3 separate regions of the Sus scrofa genome follow, and regions 1 and 2 are each linked to region 3. Evidence: chromatin contacts called from public promoter capture Hi-C data. All regions are on one chromosome and are shown on one strand. The core of a region is the stretch at or near the end of the contact, and the rest is flanking DNA. Distances in the headings are between cores, read along the strand shown.

What was found. Promoter capture Hi-C pulls out the DNA fragments that hold promoters and counts their contacts.
Region 1: a contact with region 3 is called in a promoter capture Hi-C map of fetal liver, with 3 times the contacts expected there. The contact joins the promoter of CCDC155 here to the promoter of CPT1C in region 3. A contact is called at or near these places in 1 of 5 promoter capture datasets (fetal liver), 6 of 47 Hi-C or Micro-C datasets (alveolar macrophages, heart right ventricle, liver and 2 more) and 2 of 2 datasets of contacts at active chromatin or transcription factors (alveolar macrophages and skeletal muscle).
Region 2: a promoter capture Hi-C map of fetal liver shows a contact between it and region 3, with 2.3 times the contacts expected there. The contact joins the promoter of ALDH16A1 here to the promoter of CPT1C in region 3. A contact is called at or near these places in 1 of 5 promoter capture datasets (fetal liver) and 1 of 2 datasets of contacts at active chromatin or transcription factors (alveolar macrophages).

What each region holds. Positions count from the first base shown.
Region 1 is chr6:54,475,565-54,479,474 of Sscrofa11.1, forward strand. It overlaps CCDC155 (protein KASH5), which reads left to right and starts at 1,425. Exons shown (of 20, transcript XM_005664724.3): 1 at 1,425-1,613.
Region 2 is chr6:54,527,459-54,531,433 of Sscrofa11.1, forward strand. It overlaps ALDH16A1 (aldehyde dehydrogenase family 16 member A1), which reads left to right and starts at 2,081. Exons shown (of 18, transcript XM_021094740.1): 1 at 2,081-2,255. The coding sequence starts at 2,166. It overlaps PIH1D1 (PIH1 domain containing 1), which reads right to left and starts at 1,299. Exons shown (of 9, transcript NM_001244978.1): 1 at 896-1,299; 2 at 526-592; 3 at 1-154. The coding sequence starts at 985.
Region 3 is chr6:54,731,293-54,735,189 of Sscrofa11.1, forward strand. It overlaps CPT1C (carnitine O-palmitoyltransferase 1, brain isoform), which reads left to right and starts at 1,409. Exons shown (of 19, transcript XM_021094747.1): 1 at 1,409-1,684; 2 at 2,682-2,836; 3 at 3,501-3,640. It overlaps ADM5 (adrenomedullin 5 (putative)), which reads left to right and starts at 317. Exons shown (of 2, transcript NM_001099939.1): 1 at 317-607; 2 at 831-1,246. The coding sequence starts at 537. The coding sequence ends at 1,083.

The DNA of each region.
Region 1 (3,910 bases), core at 175-2,674, 260 kb before region 3:
CACCACTCACCACATCACCTACCAAACAGGTTCTTTCCCAGATTTTTAACAAACCACCATCTAATAGCCAAAATAATAACCATCAATTAACAAGGATTACCACCTTAAGTCCTTGAGGTAACCTGAGAAGCAATTGTTATCTCCATTTCTGGGAGGAAAACTGAGGTTACGGGAAGGAAGCGATGGAGCCAAAATTCAAACCCAAGAATGTCTGACTCTGGTCTTATCACTCTACACTGCCCAGCAGTTCAGAGGCAAGGATACTGTCCATCCATTCGTTCATTCATTCAACAAAAAATTTTGGGGTGTACACACTGGACCAGCTATGTTTTGGTTCCCAAACAACTTCTTACTGCTAAGAGCTCACAACGGGGGAGGCGGTGGGGAGTGGGGGCGGAGGGAGGTGACAGTGCACAAACTTAGAGTAGATCACATGGTGAGACGTGCCACGAGGACCACTAAAAAACAGTAAGTGGATAGAGATGAGGATCTGAAGTGTAGACAGTGTGTCAGCGGAAGGCCTCTCTTAGGAAGTGACCGCTGAACGCATGATGGTGAGATGGAGAAGAGGATGCAAAAGGATGCCTTTTCAGAGTTCCTGTCGTGGCTCAGCGGAAAGGAATATGACTAGCATCCATGAGGATGCAGGTTCCATCCCTGGCCTCGCTCAGTTAAAGATCCGGTGTTGCCGTGAGCTGTGGTAAGGTCGCAGACCCGGCTCAGATCTGGTGTGGCAGTGGCGTAGGCTCCGATTCGACGCCTAGCCTGGGAACCTCCCTATGCTTCGGGGTGCAGCCCTAAAAAGACAAAAGGCAAAAAATAAAAATTAAAGAAAAAGGATGCCTTTTCTCTGTCTGGGCTAGCAAAGAGGCCGAGTGGGCATAACATCTTTTATCCCAAATGCCCCTCCCAGGGAGTCAATCTGGGCTGTAATCCTCTTCCTCTCTCTAGCCAGAAAAGCTGAAGGTATTTTTTCTCCACTCTCTCCGAAAGGGAATGAATTAAACGGTTTGGGAAAAAATTCTTCGGGGATCTATGACCCCTTCGTGACTGGAGCCCCAAAACGGCTCCGGAGGGGTGAGGCAGGACGGCATTGTGACGGTGACCGGCAGCCCAGCATTGAACAGAGGGCAAAACTTGGTGGCTCATAACAGCTCTCCCTCACTGGGGTCCGTTTCACCGAAACTTGAGCCCACAGAGAAGACCCAGTACAGGGGACGTAGGTGACCCCGCCGCCTCCTCTCAGTTGGGAACCCCTTCTGCCTTAGACGCTCGGCCAATACGCATGCGCCCGCCCCGCCCCGCCCCGCCCCACCAGGCGGGGCTCGCCCGCGGGCATCTCTACGCATGCGCAGCCTTGCTGGTACCTGCATGAGCGCGCGCCTCGCCCCGGTGTGCGCCTGCGTCGGGGGAGGAGCCCGGGAGGGGCGTGGCTTAGGCACCGCGTTCGCTCTCGGTCACGCCTCTGTTTCTTCGCTTTTTCTGGCGGGAAGAGCGCACGCGCGTCTCCTCACGACCCAACTGCCTTTTCCCGTTCGTGGCCTTCAGCTGTGTCCCGAGACTGTCCCGTTCGTGGCCTTCAGCTGTGTCCCGAGACTGGGCCGTGGCCTCAGGTGCGCTCCGGCCTTAGCGAGGTTCCCCAGAGTAGCCGCGTCAGAACTCCTCCTGACTAGCGAAGCCCCCAAATCATAGGCTAGAGCCCCAATGCAGAAGCCTCCCAAGCCTTGTAAAAAGCCTTGTTGAAATCCTGACCAAATTCCTTCAGAAATACTGAAAGGAACCCCCCCGAAATCTTATAGATGACCCCTGAAATCGCGTCAGAATCTTCTAGAAATTCTGTAGTCTTCCCCCTCAGAGCTTGTCAGAGAGCCCCCCTGAAGTCCCATTTCACTCCCTCTGTAAATCCTACTAGAAAGCCCCCAAGGTCCTCCCAGAGATCTCCAGAAGTCTTGTCACATCCACCAAAAATCATGTCAGATTCCCCTCCAAAATCCTGTCAGAAATGTCCGCCCCCCCAAACCCAGAGACTCCCCAGAAATCCAGTCAGAGACCCTCTTGAAATCCAGTTAGAGACCCCCTTATATCCCCAGAATTCCTGCCCAGGTCCTCCTGCTAGAATCTCCCCATCCAAGACCCCAAAGCCTCCCTGGGTCCCTCACCAGGAGTGTGTCCCCCAAACCCTGTCAGAGGCTCTCAGGGACCCTTCCCCACACAGGACCCACAACTATTGACCCTCTTCCGCCGCCCGTCCCCCCCCCCGCCTTGTCCACACCCTGAAAGGGTCTCTCTTCAAAGATCCCTTTTTCTAGGACCTTCTAAAAATGGCCAGGAAGCGTGCATGCCATAGCTGTAGCTCCTGCCTGGCACCAGGGAGAAGGGGGTATGGGGAGTACTGGGTGAGGAAAGGGGCTGTGCGGGTGGGGTGAGGACAGAGAGGCCCCAGGCAACCCTGCGATGACCATTAGCCCCAGCGTGCCCAGTTCAGCCCTGTGGGCACCATTGTCATCGTCAGGGCATCGTCAGGGCACAAAGGAGGGCGTCCCTAGCTGCTCCAGTGGCTCCGGGAAGGCTCCCCAGAGGAGTTTGCTGGGTCCAGAGAATGCTGGGTCTCCATAGGCCATGATGAGAGTGAGGGACCTAGAGGTTGGCCAGTGGAGAGAAGGGTGACAGAAGCCAGGAGCTGCAGGGACCAGTCTGTGTCACACCAGCCTAAGAAGCTGGGATGAAGAGAGAGGGGCTGAGGGCACTAGGGAGCCATGGAAGGGCTGGGAGCTGGAGAGAGACAGGGGTCAGACTCACAGCGGAGGCCAGCAGTTCAAATACAAGCTGATAGAGCAAGGATGTTAGTGCCCCAGGGCAGTGTGGGAGCCCAGGGACCGTGCATCATTCAGAAACGTTTTCAAGGGAGTTGTGGCTCAGCGGGTTACAAACCCAACTACTATCCATAAGGATGTGGGTTCGATCCCTGACCCCTCTCAGTGGGTTAAGATCCAGCATTGCCATTAGCTGTGGTGTAGGTCACAAGCGTGGCCTGGATCTGGCGTTGCTGTGGCTGTGGTGTAGGCTGTGGGCTACAGCTCCCATTCTACCCCTAGCCTGGGAAGCTCCATGTGCCACAGGTACAGCCCTAAGAAGCAAAAACAGGAGTTCCCGTCATGGCACAGTGGTTGACGAACCCGACTGGGAACCATGAGGTTGCGGGTTCGATCCCTGGCCTCGCTCAGTGGGTTAAGGATCCGGCGTTGCCATGAGCTGTGGTGTAGGTCAAAGATATGGCTCAGATCCCGCGTTGCTGTGGCTGTGGTGTAGGCCGGTGGCTACAGTTCTGATTGGACCCCTAGCCTGGGAACCTCCATGTGCCGTGGGAGTGGCCCCAGAAATGGCAAAAAGACAAAAAAAAAGAAGAAGAAGAAGAAGACGCAAAAACAAAAAAGAAAGAAGTGTTTTCCAGAGGAGGGATGAACTGGACAGGAAGGGCCAGCAAGGAGGGTGTCCGAGTCAGAGACCTGGAGTGGGAAGAGCCAGTCCAGTTTGGGGAACAGCACATGGGATTTGGGGTTGGGGGAGGCAGGTGGTGATATCAGGCCACTCAGGGCCTTTGATATCAAGTTCAGGTTTGAGGCTTTGTCCCTGGGGTGCTTGGGAGCCATGGAAAGACATTGGGCAGCTGAGGGGCAGGGCGGCTGTCGGGCCCTGTGAGGAGGGACTAGAGCAGGAGGCTAGAGGCAGGAAGCTGGGTCAAGATCCTGGGGGCGGGGGACGAGGCCGAGGGCTGACCCAGGGCCAGAGGGAAGGAGAGGAGGGGACAGGGTGGAGTCACTGGGCAGAAGGGACAGGGCCGGGGAGCTTGACAAACGGTGTAGAGGAGGGATGGCAAGAGGCAGTGACCCCCCACCCACCAGCCCCCCTT
Region 2 (3,975 bases), core at 831-3,330, 200 kb before region 3:
CCCAGACTCATGGGGATGCGGAACCCGGCTTGGTCCTCCTCCAGCATTTGAAGCAGCTCGTCCTCAGTCAAGTCAGCCGGAGGAGGGATGGAGGGAGAGTGACAGATGTTGATGAAAACCTTGCCTTCAGATGAGTTGGTCTTTATGCAGAAACCTGGAGCAAATGGGTTTGGCCGTGACCCTCTGTTGCTGCCTGGATCTCGGGGTCCAGCCTTCTTCTGATCTGTCGCCCTCCTTGAGTATTAGTCCTCCACTCTCTGGGGCTGTTCCCCTCCCCGCCCTGGAATTTCTGACTACCTTTGAGTCTTCGTCCCGCTGGTCACACCTGTCCTCCCTGCCTCTCTTTGGCTCTTGGCCCCTTCCCTGCTCTCTGGGTCTCCATCACTCCTCCCGCTCAAAGCCTCTCTACCCCACCATTACTGTTTCTCCTCCCTCCCTCCTCTTCCTGTGTCCCCTGCCCCCCAGTCAGGGTCCACCTCTCTCTGGGACACTATCTCTTTCTCTTTACGTTTCTGTCTTTCTCACCAGGTTGAGGTTGTATCTGTGTAGATTCTGGTCGGCTTGTTTGGGCTTGCTGGAGCTCCTTGGAGGCCTGTGTGAAGGAAAGCAATTTTCAAGTTTGGCCTTTGTGCTATCAGAACCCCCTCATTCGTTTCGCAAATGTTTACTGAGCAATTTTTATGAATACTAGCCAGGCAGGGCATAAGACATACTATGGCCCCTTCCTACCTTGAGGAATCTGAAGAACAAGCCCAATTTTGCTCCCATGTCTTCCAGAGACTAGCAAACTTGAAGGTAAACAACTACAATTCCCGCACGGACGGACACACACACACACACACACACATATGTATTCCCCGAATCCCCAGGGACCCAGGAGTGCGTTCAATCGCACCTGCAGCAGCAGCTCCTCGAAAGGCGTCGTCTCCGTGCCCATCGTCTCTGCTTCGTTTAGCTCCGGCACCAGCAACGTCGAGTCGGCCATGGCCCTGGGGGAGAGACCTTGGCGTCCTCAGCAACCCCGGCGTGGGGGAACCATCGGCGGGATCTGAACTCTGAGACTAGTTCCTGGGCCCTTAACCAAATCGCGACACCCACTATTCTGTATGAAAACCTGAGAATCTGGCCCGAGACACTTTCACTCAGACCAGATACTGTCGTCAAATCTCTTAAGAGCCAGTGTCTCTAGATGCTAAGTCCTGCGTGCCAAAGGTGCAAACTACAGCCACTCTTTTGATCCCTGCGTAATCAGGAACTTGAGTAAGTCACACTACCCCAACGCTTCATCAATCCTGCAACTGTATTCCGTTACCAATCACAGACCAATCTAGTCCAAGGCTGAAGCCACGCCTCTCATCTCAACCAATCAATACAAAGTCCTGATAGTCACTAAATGCCACACTTCCTGCGGGATTCAAGCCACGCTTCCGGCTCCTTCCGGATAGCCGACTCCGGCCAGTAGCTGGGCAAATCTGTCACACTTTAAGAACATTAATTTCATGGAGTTCCCGTCGTGGCGCAGTGGTTAAGGAATCCGACTAGGAACCATGAGGTTGCGGGTTTGATCCCTGGCCTTGTTCAGTGGGTTAAGGATCCGGCGTTGCCGTGAGCTGTGGTGTAGGTTGCAGACGCGGCTTGGATCCCGCGTTGCTGTGGCTCTGGTGTAGGCCGGTGGCTACAGCTCCGATTGACCCCTAGCCTGGGAACCTCCATATGCCGCGGGCGCGGCCCAAGAAATAGCAAAAAGACAAAAAAAAAAAAAAAAAAACATTAATTTCAGTGTCCATCCTAAGACTCTCTTTTGACCTCTGAACAACCACCTCGTTCCAGAACTAGATTCTATTCTCGATAAAATGTATTTAGGACTAAAAACTGCAATTCCGGTATCCAACACAAACAGGATAGCGAGACGCTGGAGCTCTCACAACTATTTGAAGTCACTCACACTTTCGTTCCCCATTCGCCCCGCTCTGAGGACTGCGCATGATCCAAACTACACTTCCGTGCGCAGACCCATGGGCGGGGTCACCAGGTCCTGGGCGGGGTTACGCTCTATCTCCCATAGCCCCGCCCTTTGGGTAGGAGGGGGCGGTGCTACCCTTCGGACCTCGAGGTTTCCTCCGGCAGAGCGCCCTGCAGTCGGTGGAAAGCGGCGGGGGAGCGCGATGGCCGAGACGTGTACAGGATCCCGCGCCAGCGAGATCTTCACCACGCTGGAGTACGGACCCGTGCCGGAGAGCCACGCATGCGCACTGGTGAGGGCTCGCCCGGCCCGCGCTGCCCATCCCCCTCCCCAGTCTTCGGAGCCGAGTTTTGCGCGCGGACTCCCACGATCCACCGCGGCAGCTCAGTAACTCCGCCCCTCTCAGCTCCCGCGATTCCCGCCACTCCTTAGGACCCACCCCTGGAGGATGGTTTGTTGAGCTTCTTAGAGTTGCTGCCTCAGCCCGATAGTCTCTTCTCATGAGGCCCAGTGGCTGTCCCGTTACATGGTCCAGAATTCACGGTGGTGCTTCGCCGAGGGTGCTTCCGAGAATCCCCCGAGGGGGTCCTGTGATTCATCAAGGCCCCCTCATAACCTCCCGCGATTCCCTGGGGGGCTCCCGTGATCTTCCGAGGACTCAGAACCCACGTGTAGACTTACCGTTGATTCCTCAGAACATCCTATGGCTCCCGAGTTTCCCCGGAATTCCTGGAGGGGCTCCCTTGATCAACCAGAGACCTCCAAAACCTCCGCGGAGCCGCCGTGATTCCTCAGGGTCACCTCAATACTCGTGGGGTTCCTATAGTCTCGGGAGTTCTCAGAACCCCAGAATACATCAGAACTTTCTGTAATAACCTTCAGCCCCTCAGAATAACCCCATGGGGCTCCCGCGACCCCTCCGTATTCTTCAGGACTTCCATAAGACTCCCGTGATCCCTCAGGGTCCCCCAAGAACGCTCTTGGGGTTCCCTATAAAAGTAGGGTGCCTCGAATTTTCTGTAACTACCCTCAGCATTCCCCCACGGGGCCATCATGAAGGCACAGGGCCCTCTAGCGCCCGGGCGTGAGAAGCTTGGCCTTTCCTGGAGGGAAAGAAGGAGGTTGGAATAATGGTGAGACCAGAGCCTGCCGTAGGCTCTGGAGATGGAGAGGAGGGAGTGAGGCAGAGACGCAGGAGGGACAGGGTTTGCGTGTTGAGAGGGCAGGGACAAGGCCGCGGGTCTGTGGCTGAAAATGTGGCCTCGGATTTAAGTCCCAATTAAGTCCTCGGAGACAGTTTTAAGGAAGGGAACAAAGAGCTTTATTGCTTTGCCACGCAAAGGAGGACACAGCAGGCTGATGCCACAAAACCATGCCCTGCCTGGAGAGGGGATATCAAGGAGTTTTACAGGTTTAGCTCGGGAGTCAGGGTTATTGATTGAGGGGTCCTTGTTACTCGCACCCATAGATCATTTCAGTGTCATCAAGGCCGGCATCAGCGGGTCCCGTGATGGTTTCTGGTTGTCTTCGTGCTTATCATTCCTTGACCTCTGTGGACTGAAGATTGCTTACAGGGAAGGGGTGTTAGTGCTTGAATTAGAAGAGAAAACACTAGGCGCAATATAACTCTAGAAAGTAACCGTGAGTAAAAGAAAGCAGTTAGCAAGGAAGAGATCATTTGTGAAAAACCGGACACTAGGTGCAAGATAATTAGAAAGTATTAGGAGTTCCCGTCATGGCTCAGTGGTAACCCGGCCAGTATCCGTGAGGACTCAGGTTCGATCCCTGGCCTCGCTCACTGGGTTAAGGATCCAGCATTGCCATGAGCTGTGGTGTAAGTTGCAGACGCAGCTCAGGTCTGGCGTGGCTGTGGCTGTGGCCAACAGCCACAGCCCTGATTCAACCCCTAGCCTGGGAACTTCCATATGCTGTGGGTTTGGCCCTTAAAAAAAAAAAAAAAGAAAAAGAAATATATAAATAATAGAAAGTAAATATTAGTAAGAAGTTAGTGG
Region 3 (3,897 bases), core at 159-2,658:
CTTTGCCATCTGTCCCAATTGCCAATGTCCCACGTTGCCCAGCCCCCCCCCCCCTCCCCCCGAGAACGATCGTCTGTCCCCTAAGACTGCGGTCTCTCCAGCTTCTGGGCTACTCAGGTCCCCAGCAGATGAGAGGGTGAGGTGCTGCCCTGCCTCCACCCCTTCCTGGAAGCCTCGCAGCTGCGTCGGTGGCCGCTTGCAGGTGTCGGCCGCCCCGCCCCTCCTTCCTGCGCCTTAAAGGGGTCGCGTCTCCCGAGGCCTCCCAGGGGCATAGGCCGCATCGCGGCGGGACCCGCACACCCGTGAGGGCTCCGTACCCACGGTGCGGAAGGTGGGCGTCTGGCTCCTAAATCCTTCCCTTCTGGCGTGGTGTGGCTCTTTCGGCCTCAGTTTTTTCCTCCTGAGAAGTGGGGACGCCCTGAGTCCTCGCGCTAAAGCAGGCGCTCGGGGGATTCTCCAGACCCGGGGAGTTGGGCGGGGCCGGACCCCGGAGGAGCCGCTCGACTCGAGGGGTTCCCCCCCCCCAGCCCCTTACGATGACCGCCCATATCCTCTTGCTGTGGCTCTTTGCTTCCTCCATCCTGGGGGACCCAGACTCCGCGGGCAGGTGAGAAACGCTGGTGGCTGCGGGGACTGGGTGGGAAAAAGACCGCGAAAGGCATGCGCCCTCTCTAGGCGGCTTTCCGCGTCGGTGCCTCGGGAGGATGGGTGGGGTGGGAAGATGATCTGCAGACGCGGCCCGCCAGTTTCGGACTTCTGGGTCTCCCCATCGGGCCGCATTTCTCGAGTGCATTGTTTGAATCGGCCCTTCTCCCACGCTCCATCCCCAGGCTGACCCGGCACCAGGTTTCCCTAAAGAGCGGGCGCCTGTGTTCCCTGGGCACTTGCCAGACGCACCGCCTGCCAGAGATCATATACTGGCTCCGTTCTGCCTCCACCAAGGAGCTCTCAGGGAAGGCTGGCCGCAAGCCTCAGGACCCCTACAGCTACGGGCGGCGGCGGCGGCGGCGGCGGCGGCGGGAGGCCAGACTCCTGCGGCGTCTCCAGGACCCCAGCCTGCGCAGAGCGCAACTTGCTGGGTGACATTGGGCACATCTCTACGCCTTCCCTGGCCTCAGTTTACCCATCTGTGTATTGAGGCTGTGACCTCAAGTTTCTTTTGCCCTAACTCCATCCACCTCCCCAGACTGCAATTGGGCTGGACCCACGTGCACACCGGACCCAGGCTGGACAAAAAATGTTAACGTCCAGAGCTGAATAAATATACGAGAATTCCATGTTTCAAGTCTCTGCTTGTCTGTGCCTATTCTGGCCTCCCAGCCTGAGCCTGGTCCCTAATATATTCTCCCCTTTATCCATGCACCATTTTCCCCTCACGGAAGTCGCTCTGCCTAACTTGAATCCGAGCCGTGAAGCGCCTTCACGCCAACTCAATCCATGCAGTTGCACTTTCCGTGGGTGGTTTTGCTGGGTCAACCCGACCCCAAAGCAGCCCTCCTCCCTCCCGAGCGGTAGGGCTGAGATTCGCTCGGCTCCCACGCGCGTGGGCCGAGTTCCAGGCTGAGCCTCCTTCCTCAAAGAGAAAGAGTGAAAAAGACAAAGAGCGGACTGGGGAGCCGAAGAACCCGGGGTTCGGAGAGCGCTGCGTAGAACCGGGGCGGCCCAATTGTGGAGCATCGGGCGGGTAGGAGTCTGAGGGCTGGGGATCGAACGGATGGAGGGGATTGGACGCTGGAATTCGAAGGGGGCGGAGAGAGAAGATTGGGAGGGGCGGGGATAAAACCCGGGACTAGAATATCCGGAGAGGCAAAGGCGAGACAGAAATTGGGGTTCTTGGATGTTGGATAGTCAGAAGCAGACAGGAGCTCTGAAGGTCCGTCGACCCAGTTGTGGCCTCGTAGCACTGGAACTGGACATAGGCAAGTGGGAGGCATGGGTCCGGAGCTCTAAATCGGGGGTCGCCCGTGTACTCCCGCTAGGATCAGATCGGCAGACCCCTGACTCAGCGTGGTAAGTGCCGGACTTAGAGCGGCCCGAGCTTCTGCTGGAGCTGGAGGATTGTGTCGGGCTGGGAGTGCAGGCCTCTCCATCACCTGTCCTCGACGCTCGCCTCTGCCCTCAGCCTCCGCATCCCTGCCTGCGAGGCATGCGCAGTAGGGGTGCCCCGCCCCCGCTCATCCCTTTCAGCCCCGGAAGGGGGGGAGGGGACGTTGGACCACCCCAGAGAGGATGGCTTGGTAGAGAGCCCCCGCCCAGCTGCCCCCTCCCGACACTCCCCTCCCAGCTCCCTGGAGGGGGAAACGGAAATGGTGTGGAAGATGCCAGCGTCCGGCAGGTGTTCATTTCAAAAGGGTTTGGGTTTAATGTTTTTCCGGAGACTTCGCAACTCACCCTGAATTGAATCGGTTTTCCGCCCCGACCCCCGAATCTTGGACGTCCATTGGGGAGGGGGCACTGTCCCCGTCACGTTCTCAGAATAGCCGCAGAAGAGGTTAGAGCGAATTACCCCTCCTGCCTCTCTGTGCGTTCAGTTGAAGTCCCCCCACACCAGCGTCTAAGGCCAGGACCCTCACGACCCCTCAGGTGGTTAGGGAAGGATAAGCTGGCGTCCTATATTCCTGGATCTGCGGGGGCGGAGGGGAGGGTCTGGAGAATGACCGTCTGTCCTTCCCCACCCCCAGGGCTGGAGCGTGACATGGCCGAAGCGCACCAGGCCGTGGGTTTCCGACCCCCGCTGACCTCGGACGGGGGAGAAGTGGAACTCAGTCCCCCATTGTTGCAGGAGATCTACCTCTCCGGACTGCGCTCCTGGAAAAGGCATCTCTCCCGTTTCTGGGTGAGGAGGGCTGCGCCTTGGTTTCCTTCCGGGAATACAGTTACCTGCTTCCGGGATGCTGGAGCCCCACTTCCGGCATCCTGGTGGTCCCACTTCTGGGAGCTTGTCATCCCTTCTGGGAATTTTGATGTCCACTTCCAGGACCCTTTAAAGCCATTTCCAGGTTCTCCGTGGCTTACTTCTGGGATCCTAAACCTCACCTCCTGGGAACCCTCATTCCTCTCTCCCTGGACCCTCTCCCCATGCCCACAAACACCAATTTCCCCTTACCTCTGGTGCATCTAAAAAGACCAAAAAACAAACAAAAAAATAAAATAAAAAATAAATTAAAAATAAAAATGGAGTTCCCGTCGTGGATCAGTGATTAACGAATCCGGCTAGGAACCATGAGATTGCGGGTTCAATCCCTGGTCTTGCTCAGTGGGTTGTGGATCTGGAGTTGCTGTAAGCTGTGGTGTAGGTCACAGACGCGGCTTGGATCCTGTTGCTGTGGCTCTGGCGTAGGCCCACAGCTACAGCTCCTATTTGATCCTAGCCTGGGAAACCTCCATGTGCTGCAGGTGCAGCCCTAGAAAAGACAAAAAATAAAATGATCAAAAAAGATTAAGAATGGTGCTCAGCAGATGGGATAAGTGATTGAATAGGTGCTCTCTCCTCTCTGCAGAACGACTTTCTCATAGGTGTGTTCCCTGCCAGCCCGCTCAGCTGGCTCTTCCTCTTCAGTGCAATCCAGCTTGCCTGTTTCCTCCAGCTGGATCCTTCCCTAGGACTGATGGAGAAAATCAAAGAGTTGCTGCCAGACTGGTGAGGTCCCCCACTTCAGCCCAGGAACCTCCTAATCCCTTTCCCTCCACCCAGTAAGTTTCTCTATCAGCATGATATGCCTGTTAAAGAAAAGTAATCTCTGAGACTTACTCGCAGTCAGATTAATAAAGGTATGGCAGCAAGTAAAGGAGGTGATCGCCTCTCTTGTGTCTGCACATTTTCCATCCTGGCTGCTTTTTTTTTTTTTTTTGTCTTTTTAGGGCCACACCCACAGCATATGGGGGTTCCCAAGCTAG